Regions from separate parts of the Macaca mulatta genome. Here region 2 is linked to region 1. A link is a contact called in public Hi-C data. All regions are on one chromosome and are shown on one strand. The core of a region is the stretch at or near the end of the contact, and the rest is flanking DNA. Distances in the headings are between cores, read along the strand shown. Region 1 holds the start of LOC714188. Region 2 holds the start of ZNF846 (zinc finger protein 846).

Region 1 (4,616 bases), core at 616-3,115:
TCAATCATCAAACAACAAGCATGAAACATCAGTCATCAAACATTATGCCTGAACTTTGCCTCTGCAGGTGACAGATGTGAAGGCCACCAAAAATTGCTCACTCAGTATCGTCACTCAATAACAAAAGTATTAATGACAGTAACTGACATTTACTGAGGACTGATATGCCAGAAGTAGCTCTAGTAGCTTTATATATACATGCTAACTTAATTACAACCATCCTTCCCAATAGCTATCATTACATCTATCCTCTCTCTCTCTCTCTCTCTCTATTGAGACAGGGTCTTACTCTGTTGCCCAGGTTGAAGTGCAATGGCACCAACACGACTCTCTGTAGCCTAAACCTCTGGGGCTCAAGTGATCCTCCCACCTCAGCCTCCTGAATAGCTGGGACCACAGGTAGGCATCATCACTCCTTATTATTATTATTATTATTATTTTGAGACAAAGTCTCACTCTGTTGCCCAGGCTGGAGTGCAGTGGCGCGATCTCGACTTACTGCAACCTCTGCCTCCCAGGTTCAAGCGATTATCAGGCCTCAGCCTCCTGAGTAGTTGGGATTACAGGTATGCACCAGGATGCCTGGCTAATTTTTGCGTTGTTTTTTTTTTTTTTTTGAGACGGAGTCTCGCTCTGTCGCCCAGGCTGGAGTGCAGTGGCCGGATCTCAGCTCACTGCAAGCTCCGCCTCCCGGGTTCACGCCATTCTCCGGCCTCAGCCTCCCGAGTAGCTGGGACTACAGGCGCCCGCCACCTCGCCCGGCTAGTTTTTTGTATTTCTTAATAGAGACGGGGTTTCACCGTGTTAGGCAGGATGGTTTCGATCTCCTGACCTCGTGATCCGCCCATCTCGGCCTCCCAAAGTGCTGGGATTACAGGCTTGAGCCACCGCGCCCGGCCGAATTTTTGCGTTTTTAGTAGAGACGGGGTTTCGCCATGTTGGCCAGGCTGGTCTCGAACTCCTGGCCTTAAGTGATTCTTCTACTTCAGCCCCCCAAGTAGCTGGGACTACAGGTGCACACCACTGGGTCCGGCTATTTTGTATTTTTAGTAGAGACAGGGTTTCACCAGGTTGCCCAGGCTGGTCTCAAACTCCTGGGCTCAAACAATCCTCCTGACTTGGCTTCCCAAAGTGCTGGGATAATAAGCATGAGCCACCATGCCTGGCCCATTACCTCTATTTAATACTGAAAAAACCTACATTCAAACAACCCTAGTAATTGGTCTGATATTTGTCCCTAGAGCCTAATCTCCTGTGGATGCTGTTACCCCTCAATATGACCAGAAGACAGTTCAGACCTGCACAGAACAATTCAGTAGTCACCAGCCATGTGTGTTATTAACTTCACTATGTACCTAAGATAACTGAAGAACAGAATTTAAAATTTTCAAAAGTTGGCCGGGTGCGGTGGCTCACACCTATAATCCCAGCACTTTGGGGGACCGTGGCAGACAGATCACCTAAGGTCAGGAGTTCAAGACCAGCCTGGCCAACATGGCAAAACCGTCTCTACTAAAGATACAAAAAGTAGCCGGGCGTGGTGGCACTTGCCTGTAATCCCAGGTACTCGGAAGGCTGAGGCAGGAGAACTGCTTGACCCAGGAGGCAGAGGTTGCAGAGGTTGCAGTGAGCTGAGTGTGCAGCCTCTCGGAACTGGCTGCGCAGGGAGGACCGATAGTCCCTGGAGAAGCGAGCGAAGTGAACCGGCTGCGGGAGGCTCCTGCGCGACGGCGCGCAATCATTCCTTTGCCGCCCCCTGCTATCTACGGAACCGCCAAGCAGGCGGAACTCACCACAGCCGCGGCTGACTCCGCCACCATAAAGGCGAAACTCCACTGACCGAGAGGAGCCAGCGCCGGAAAAGATGGCGGTGGTGCGCTGACGTCACTTCCGCTTCGAGCCTCTGGCCGGGCGGGGCTCGTGGGCTCGAGTTTCAAACACAGAAATTCTGGTTTCCTCCCGGGTGGGTGCGGAGAAGGCCTGGGGTTAGCACAGGGAGGAGGATGCAGAAATAGATCCAGAGAAAACATTGAGGTTAAAACCGGGCCTCCGGACGGAACTGTGGGCGAGGGGTGTGGCCCGTACTCGGGGGCGGTTTAGAGGTGGGACCGGGCCTAGCAGGCGGTGCAGGCGGCTGGTCGGGCTGGAAGGGCGGGGATGAGGGATTGGACGCATCCCAGGGGATGCTCCTTTAAAGCTTTTCTCGGGAGAGCGCAGTGGCTCACGCCTGTAATTCCTGCACTTTGGGAGACTAAGGCAGGTACACATCTTGAGTCTGCTGGGAACTGGTGCTTAGTTTGGCAAAATCAACACTGAGACAAAGGATCTCAGCAAGGCTAGTTTACTTTCTGCAGAATGGGTGCCACTGGCTAGCAGTTTTGCCACCAGAGCACACACTAACAAAAGAGACAGGGTTATTTAAACTTGACGTGTCCACTCTACTGCTGTGTCCATCTTCCATTGGCCAGAACAGGACCTCACCTTCTATACATGACTGGATTGGCTAGCTACTTAGAACTTCCCACAAGAGGCAAAGGCAGAGGAGAACAAAGGAAGAGAGGAAATAACTTGTGGACTGTTGAAAGAGGCAAAAACACTTCTAAATAAAGGAATAGGCCATGACCTAATGCTTGCTCGGACCAGTTCAGGCATGCCCGGGCAAATATCTAGGCTAAGATGTGGGAGCTAAGAACACAGAGTATATTGATTTCTTTATTACAGCTGGTAGAATTTAAGAATATTACCACAGCCGGGCGCGGTGGCTCAAGCCTGTAATCCCAGCACTTTGGGAGGCCGAGACGGGCGGATCACGAGGTCGGGAGATCGAGACCATCCTGGCTAACATAGTGAAACCCCGTCTCTACTAAAAAAATACAAAAAACTAGCCGGGCGAGGTGGTGGGCGCCTGTAGTCCCAGCTACTCAGGAGGCTGAGGCAGGAGAATGGCGTGAACCCGGGAGGCGGAGCTTGCAGTGAGCTGAGATCCGGCCACTGCACTCCAGCCTGGGCGGCAGAGCGAGACTCCGTCTCAAAAAAAAAAAAAAAAAAAAAAAAGAATATTACCACAGATCTTTCAGAAAATTTGGCTTCTAAGAGAGATTACTATTTATTTTCAGACTGGGAGGAAAGTCCCTTTGAAGAGGAACCGCTATTTCATTTTCTACAAGTCCAAGAGTTTGAGACCAGCCTGGGCAAAGTAGCAAGACCCTGTCTCTAGTTATGTATGTATATGTGCATACATATATATGGTGTGTGTGTATACATATATATATGTTTGAAATGCTTGTTCCTCGGTGCCATGAAGAAATAGCACTTGAACATTAATTTAATTTACTCAGCAAGGACGTTTTTAGTTCCTACAGAAAGGGTACACTCACCAGCAGTTTTGCCACGAGAGTACACCAAACAAAGGAGACAGGGTCGTTTATAACCTGATGCTTCCACCCTACTGCTGTATTCGGTTTCCGTTGGCTGGAACGGGACCTCACATTCTATATTTGTCCTGATTGCCTAGCAACTTGTCACTTTTTAAAAGAGGCAAAGGTAGACGAGAACAAAGGAAGGAGGAAGTAACTTGTGGAATGCTGAGAAGGGTCAAAACACCTTCAAATAAGGAAAAGGAACAGGCTATGACCTAATGCTTGTTTGGACCAGTATAAGCATGCCAGGGCAAATATTTAGACTAAATTGTGGGAACTAAGAACATAAAGTACATTGATATCTTTATAACGGCTAGCAGATATTTGAGAATGTTAGCACAGGTCTTTGAATAAATTTTGCTTCTAAGAGAAGTTACTATTTATTTCTAATTAAATGGGAAGGAATGTCTTTGAAGAGGAACCTCTAATTTAGTTTTTAGATATAAATATAAAGCTTGTTTGTATGTCTCTCCTCATGTTCCTAGAGCCTTTCCATGATTCTTCCATATTGATAAACCTGTCAGTGAATGGCATGGTCTGTCTCTTCCATTCAGTCAGGCTTTCTGTAGGCCTTTATTTCTTCATTCTTTATTTTTTAAAACCTGCTGATTGCATTCTGTTTTGTTTCTTGCTGCTTGCTTGCTTGCGACAGATCTCACTGGATCTGGCCAGGATGGAGTGCAGTGGCCTGATCTCAGCTCACTGCAACCTCCGCCTCCCAGATTCAAGCGATTCTCCTGCCTCAGCCTCTGCAGTAGCTGGGATCACAGGTGCCTGTCACCATGCCCAGCTAATTTTTGTATTTTTAGTAGAGAACAATTTCACCACGTTGGCCAGGCTGATCTCAAACTCCTGACCTAAAATATCTGACCACCTCAGCCTCCCAAAGTGCTGGGATTATAGGCATAAGCCACCACGCCCAACCACATTTTCAATATAATAATATTTTCTATAACTCTTGATTTTTTTTTTATCTTCATCAAATATGTATTTCTGGCTGGGCATGGTGGCTCATGCCTGTAATCCTAGGACTTTGGGAGGCCAAGGTGGGAGGATGGCTTAAGGCCAGGAGTTTAAGACAAGCCTGGGCTACACAGCAAAACCCCATCTCTCTCTATATATACACAAAATAAAATTTTAAAATGTTATTTCTTTTTTTTTTTTTTGGAGACATAGTTTCGCTCTGTCGCCCAGACT
Region 2 (4,616 bases), core at 1,231-3,730, 130 kb after region 1:
AGCCTCCCGAGTAGCTGGGACTACAGGCGCCTGCCACCTCGCCCGGCTAGTTTTTTTGTATTTTTTAGTAGAGACGGGGTTTCACTGTGTTAGCCAGGATGGTCTTGATCTCCTGACCTCGTGATCCGCCCGTCTCGGCCTCCCAAAGTGCTGGGATTACAGGCTTGAGCCACCGCGCCCGGCCTATAACTATTCTTATTCTAACTATTTTCTTTATTATGCTGAAACAGTTTGTGCCTTCAGTCTCTTGCCTCAGCACCTGGGTAATCTTCCGTCCACAGTCTCCCGCGTCACCGAGTCCCGGTCCTCCTGTCCTCCTACAGGGAGTCCCTACCTCCATCTCCACCCTCACCGAGACTCCACCTTGGTCTCCGCCTTCATTGAATCCCCCACCGTATTAAGACACCAGCCCCATCTAGGCTCACAGAGACCCCGCCCCACTTACCCCAGCTCCCTGTCACCGAGACCCCGCCCCCATCTCGTCCTCACCGAGTCTCCGCCCCCGCCTCTCCCTCACCAATTCCCCGCCCCCGTCTTCCCTTCACCGAGACCCCGTCCCCGTCTCCCCCTCAAGTCCCCGCCCCCGTCTCTCCCCTCACCGAGTCCCCGCCCCCGTCTCTCCCCTCACCGAGTCCCCGCCCCTTCTCTCCCTCACCGAGTCCCCGCCCCCGTCTCTCCCCTCACCGAGTCCCCATCCCCGTCTCTCCGCTCACCGAGACCCCGTCCCCGTCTTCCCTCATCGAGTCCCCGCCCCGTCTCTCTCTCACCGAGTCCCTGCCCCCGTCTTCCCTTCACCGAGTCCCTGCCCCCGTCTCTCCCCTCACCGAGTCCCCATCCCCATCTCTCCGCTCACCGATACCCCGCCCCCCGTCTCCCCTCATCGAGTCCCCGCCCCGTCTCTCCCTCACCGAGTCCCCGCCCGCGTCTCTCCCTCACCGAGTCCCCGCCCGCGTCTCTCCCTCACCGAGTCCCCGCCCGCGTCTCTCCCCTCACCGAGTCCCCGCCCCCGTCTCTCCCCTCACCGAGTCCCCATCCCCGTCTCTCCGCTCACCAAGACCCCGCCCCTGTCTCCCCTCATCGAGTCCCCGCCCCCGTCTCTCCCTCACCGAGTCCCTGCCCCCTCTTCCCCCTCACGGAGACCTCGCCCCCGTCTTCCCTTCCCCGAGTCCCCATCCCTGTCTCTCTCTCACCGAGACCCGCCCCCGCCTCTCCCTCACCGAGTCCCCGCCCCTGTCTCGCCCTCACCGAGACCCCGCCCACTTCTCTGTCCTTCCTGAGACCCCGCCCCTGACATCCCCTCACCGAGTCCCTGCCCTCGTCTCTCCCTCCCCGAGTCGCCGTCCCAGTCTCCCCATCACCGAGTCCCCACCCCCCGCTTCCCCTCACCGAGACCCTGTCCGTCATCGAGTCCCAGTCCTCGTCACCCCCTCACCGAGTCCCGCCCTCTTCTCTCCCCTCACTGAGTCCCCGCCCCCCATCTCTCCCCTCACCGAGTCCCCGCCCCGGTCTCCCTCCCTCCAGGTGGTGAAGGGGCCCCTGAAGCCCCACCTGGTCGCAGACGAAGGTGCAGGGAAAACCAGCGGGTCAGCGACGGTTACTGTGAAGGAGGCGCCGCTCTGCCCACGCGCACTTCTGATTCCTCTCTCCGGGCTCGGAAGCGGCTGAGGGCTCTGGACCGGGTCTCCGAGGCCTGAGGCAGTGGGAGGGGCGGAGTTCGCGTCCTCCACGATCCTGGGGAGAGGTCCCAGTTTCCGCACAGCCGACAGCGATTGGACCCCGTCCTTCTGGCTTCACTGGGGACCGCGGGGCGCAACCCGGCGCGGGCAGGGGGCGGGGGCGGGACCACGATGGAGGGAGTCGATTGGGCGGGACCTCGAAATGCCTCTGCTCGCTTTCCTCTGCATTTATGGGGCTTGTACGAGGATGCGCTGTTTCTGGGTGGTTTGTTATACGGCCGTAGATAACTTGTTACCTGCCGACAACAGCAGTAAAATAACTAGAAATAAATACAACAACAAAGTATGCAATATCTCTTCGGAGAAATGTGTAAAATACTATTGAAAGAGGTCAAAGATAACCTAGATCAATGGATAGATCTTCCTTGTTGATGGATTAGAAGTTTCAATATAAAGAATTATCCTTACTTAATATAGAAAGTTAAGTTTTCTGTCAAAATAACATGTTTTGATGAAGAACCTGATCTATTTATAATAAAATGTATGTATATGGAAGTGCAAAAGGCCAGTAAAACCCAAAACACTCCTGAAGAACTGTTGGCACTTACCCTACAGACATTAAGAAATAGACAGGGCCGGGCGCGGTGACTCACGCCTGTAATTCCAGCACTTTGGGAGCCCGAGGTGGGCGGATCACGAGGTCAGGAGATCGAGACCATCCTTGCTGACACGGTGAAACCCCGTCTCTACTAAAAATACAAAAAATTAGCCAGGCGTGGTAGCGGGAGCCTGTAGTCCCAGCTACTCAGGAGGCCGAGGCAGGAGAATGGCCTGAACCTGGGAGGCGGAGCTTGCAGTGGGCCGAAATCGGGCTATTGCACTCCAGCCTGGGGGACACAGCAAGACTCTGTCTCAAAAAAAAAAAAAAAAAAAAAATTCATAACACAATGACTGTGTTAACAATATTTCTGAAGTTCACCCTAAGTTTTTCTGGTAATTGGGGTGGCCATTTGTGTTAGCTAATTGCCTTTATCCAAATGAAAAATAAAAATTCTTCTATCTTTTTGGCAAGCAGACAGTTTTAGCTTAGAAGCAGGTGCCTAAGGAGATAGAAGTGTGCTATTGATGCAGGTAAGTGCCATGATTGGGGATTCACCCAGGAAAGAATTCAACTGGTGATGTTACACAAGGATCTTCCATTGACTCAGAGTTGCTTTTTCCAGAGTACAGCCAAAACCTAGGCAGTGTGCCTAGAATCAGCATTTTGTACTGTTGGCTAGCTATATTTATACTCACTTTTAATTACATGCAAATTAAGGGGTATGCCATGCAGAACTTTCTTTTTTTTTTTTTTTTTGAGACGGAGTCTCGCTCTGTCGCCCAGGCTGGAGTGCAGTGGCCGGATCTCAGCTCACTGCAAGCTCCACCTCCCGGGTTCACGCCATTCTCCTGCCTCAGCCTCCCAAGTAGCTGGGACTACAGGCGCCCGCCACCGCGCCCGGCTAGTTTTTTGTATTTTTTTAGTAGAGACGGGGTTTCACCGTGTTAGCCAGGATGGTCTCGATCTCCTGACCTCGTGATCCGCCCATCTCGGCCTCCCAAAGTGCTGGGATTACAGGCATGAGCCACCGCGCCCGGCCCCCATGCAGAACTTTCTAGAAAGGAGGCTGTAACTTCCAGGTCGTTGTTATGGAAGTGAATGGTAACTTTCATGTTGTTGCCATGGTACTTATAAACTGTCATGGCTCTGGTAGGAGTGTCTTACCCTAATGAGTAAGGAGAGCAACTAGAGATGGCTTTTGGTGCCATCTGCTGGTTCCAGGTGGTTTCTTCACTTTATCCTGTAGGGACCAGGAAATGAAGCAAGTCCTGCCCAGTCTCCTACCTCACTGTGGTCAGAATGTTGTATGTTGTGTGTGTCCTCCCCGCAGGCCACCACCCCGCAAAGCCAAATGCGTAAATCTTAACCCTGGAGGTGATGATATTAGGATGTGAGGCCTTAGGGAGGTGATTAGATCATGAGGGCGGGACCTTCGTTAATGGATTTACTAGCCAGCTTGTCCAAGTCGCCTTGTTATTGTTGTCTTGTTTTGTTTTGTTTTAGTCTTGTAGCAGCCGAAGCCATGGTTTTTAGTTTCTGTCTCTAGTGATAAGTGGAAAAGAGGGATGAGGAAGGGGCTTTACTGGCCCAACCAGAAACAAAAACTAATAACCCATAACTGTATTCTTGAACACCCCTGTATGGGATTGGCTGTGGAGACATTCTCAACCTATCACCTGGGGATTATGAGGTATGAGGTAGGAAATGTCTTTGTGTTTAAGGAGGGACTGTTCCTAATGTCCACGTTGATTCCAACTGAAGACGTTAAAGTCTAGAGTCTGTGGGAAAAGGAAGAAGCTTAATTGAATGTCTTTCTTTTTTCTTTTCTTTTCTTTCTTTTTCTTTTTTTTTTTTTTTTTGAGACGGAATCTGGCTCTGTTGCCCAGGCTGGAGTGCGGTGGCGCGATCTCGGCTCACTGCAACCTCCACCTCTGGGTTCAAGTGATTCTCCTGCTTCAGCCTCCCAAGTAGCTGGGATTACAGAAGCGTGCCACCACACCTGGCTAATTTTTTATTTTTAATAGAGATGGAGTTTCACCATGTTGGCCAGGCTGGTCTCAAACTCCTGACCTCATGTGATCTGCCCACCTCGGCCTCCCAAAGTGCTGGGATTACAGGCATGAGCCACCAGGCACGGCCTGAATGCCTTTTTTTTTTTTTTTTTTTGAGACAGAGTCTGGCTCTATCACCCAGGCTGGAGTGTGGTGGTGCGATATCCGCTCACTGCAACCCCGGCCTCCCAGGTTCAAGTGATTCTCCTGCATCAGCCTCCCAAGTAGTTGGGACTACATGCACCAGCCACCGCGTCTATTCTTTTTTTTTTTTTTTTTTTTTTTTTT

Evidence for each region. Hi-C and Micro-C count contacts between places; a contact is called where the count stands out from the background.
Region 2: a contact with region 1 is called in a Hi-C map of blood, with 5 times the contacts expected there. The contact joins the promoter of ZNF846 here to the promoter of LOC714188 in region 1. A contact is called at or near these places in 4 of 14 Hi-C or Micro-C datasets (CD4 T cells, blood, fetal cortex germinal zone and 1 more).

Annotation. Positions count from the first base shown.
Region 1 is chr19:10,366,041-10,370,656 of T2T-MMU8v2.0, forward strand. LOC714188 reads right to left here and starts at 1,866. Exons shown (of 6, transcript XM_077977223.1): 1 at 1,552-1,866.
Region 2 is chr19:10,497,810-10,502,425 of T2T-MMU8v2.0, forward strand. It overlaps ZNF846 (zinc finger protein 846), which reads right to left and starts at 2,481. Exons shown (of 7, transcript XM_015122808.3): 1 at 2,285-2,481; 2 at 1,549-1,972.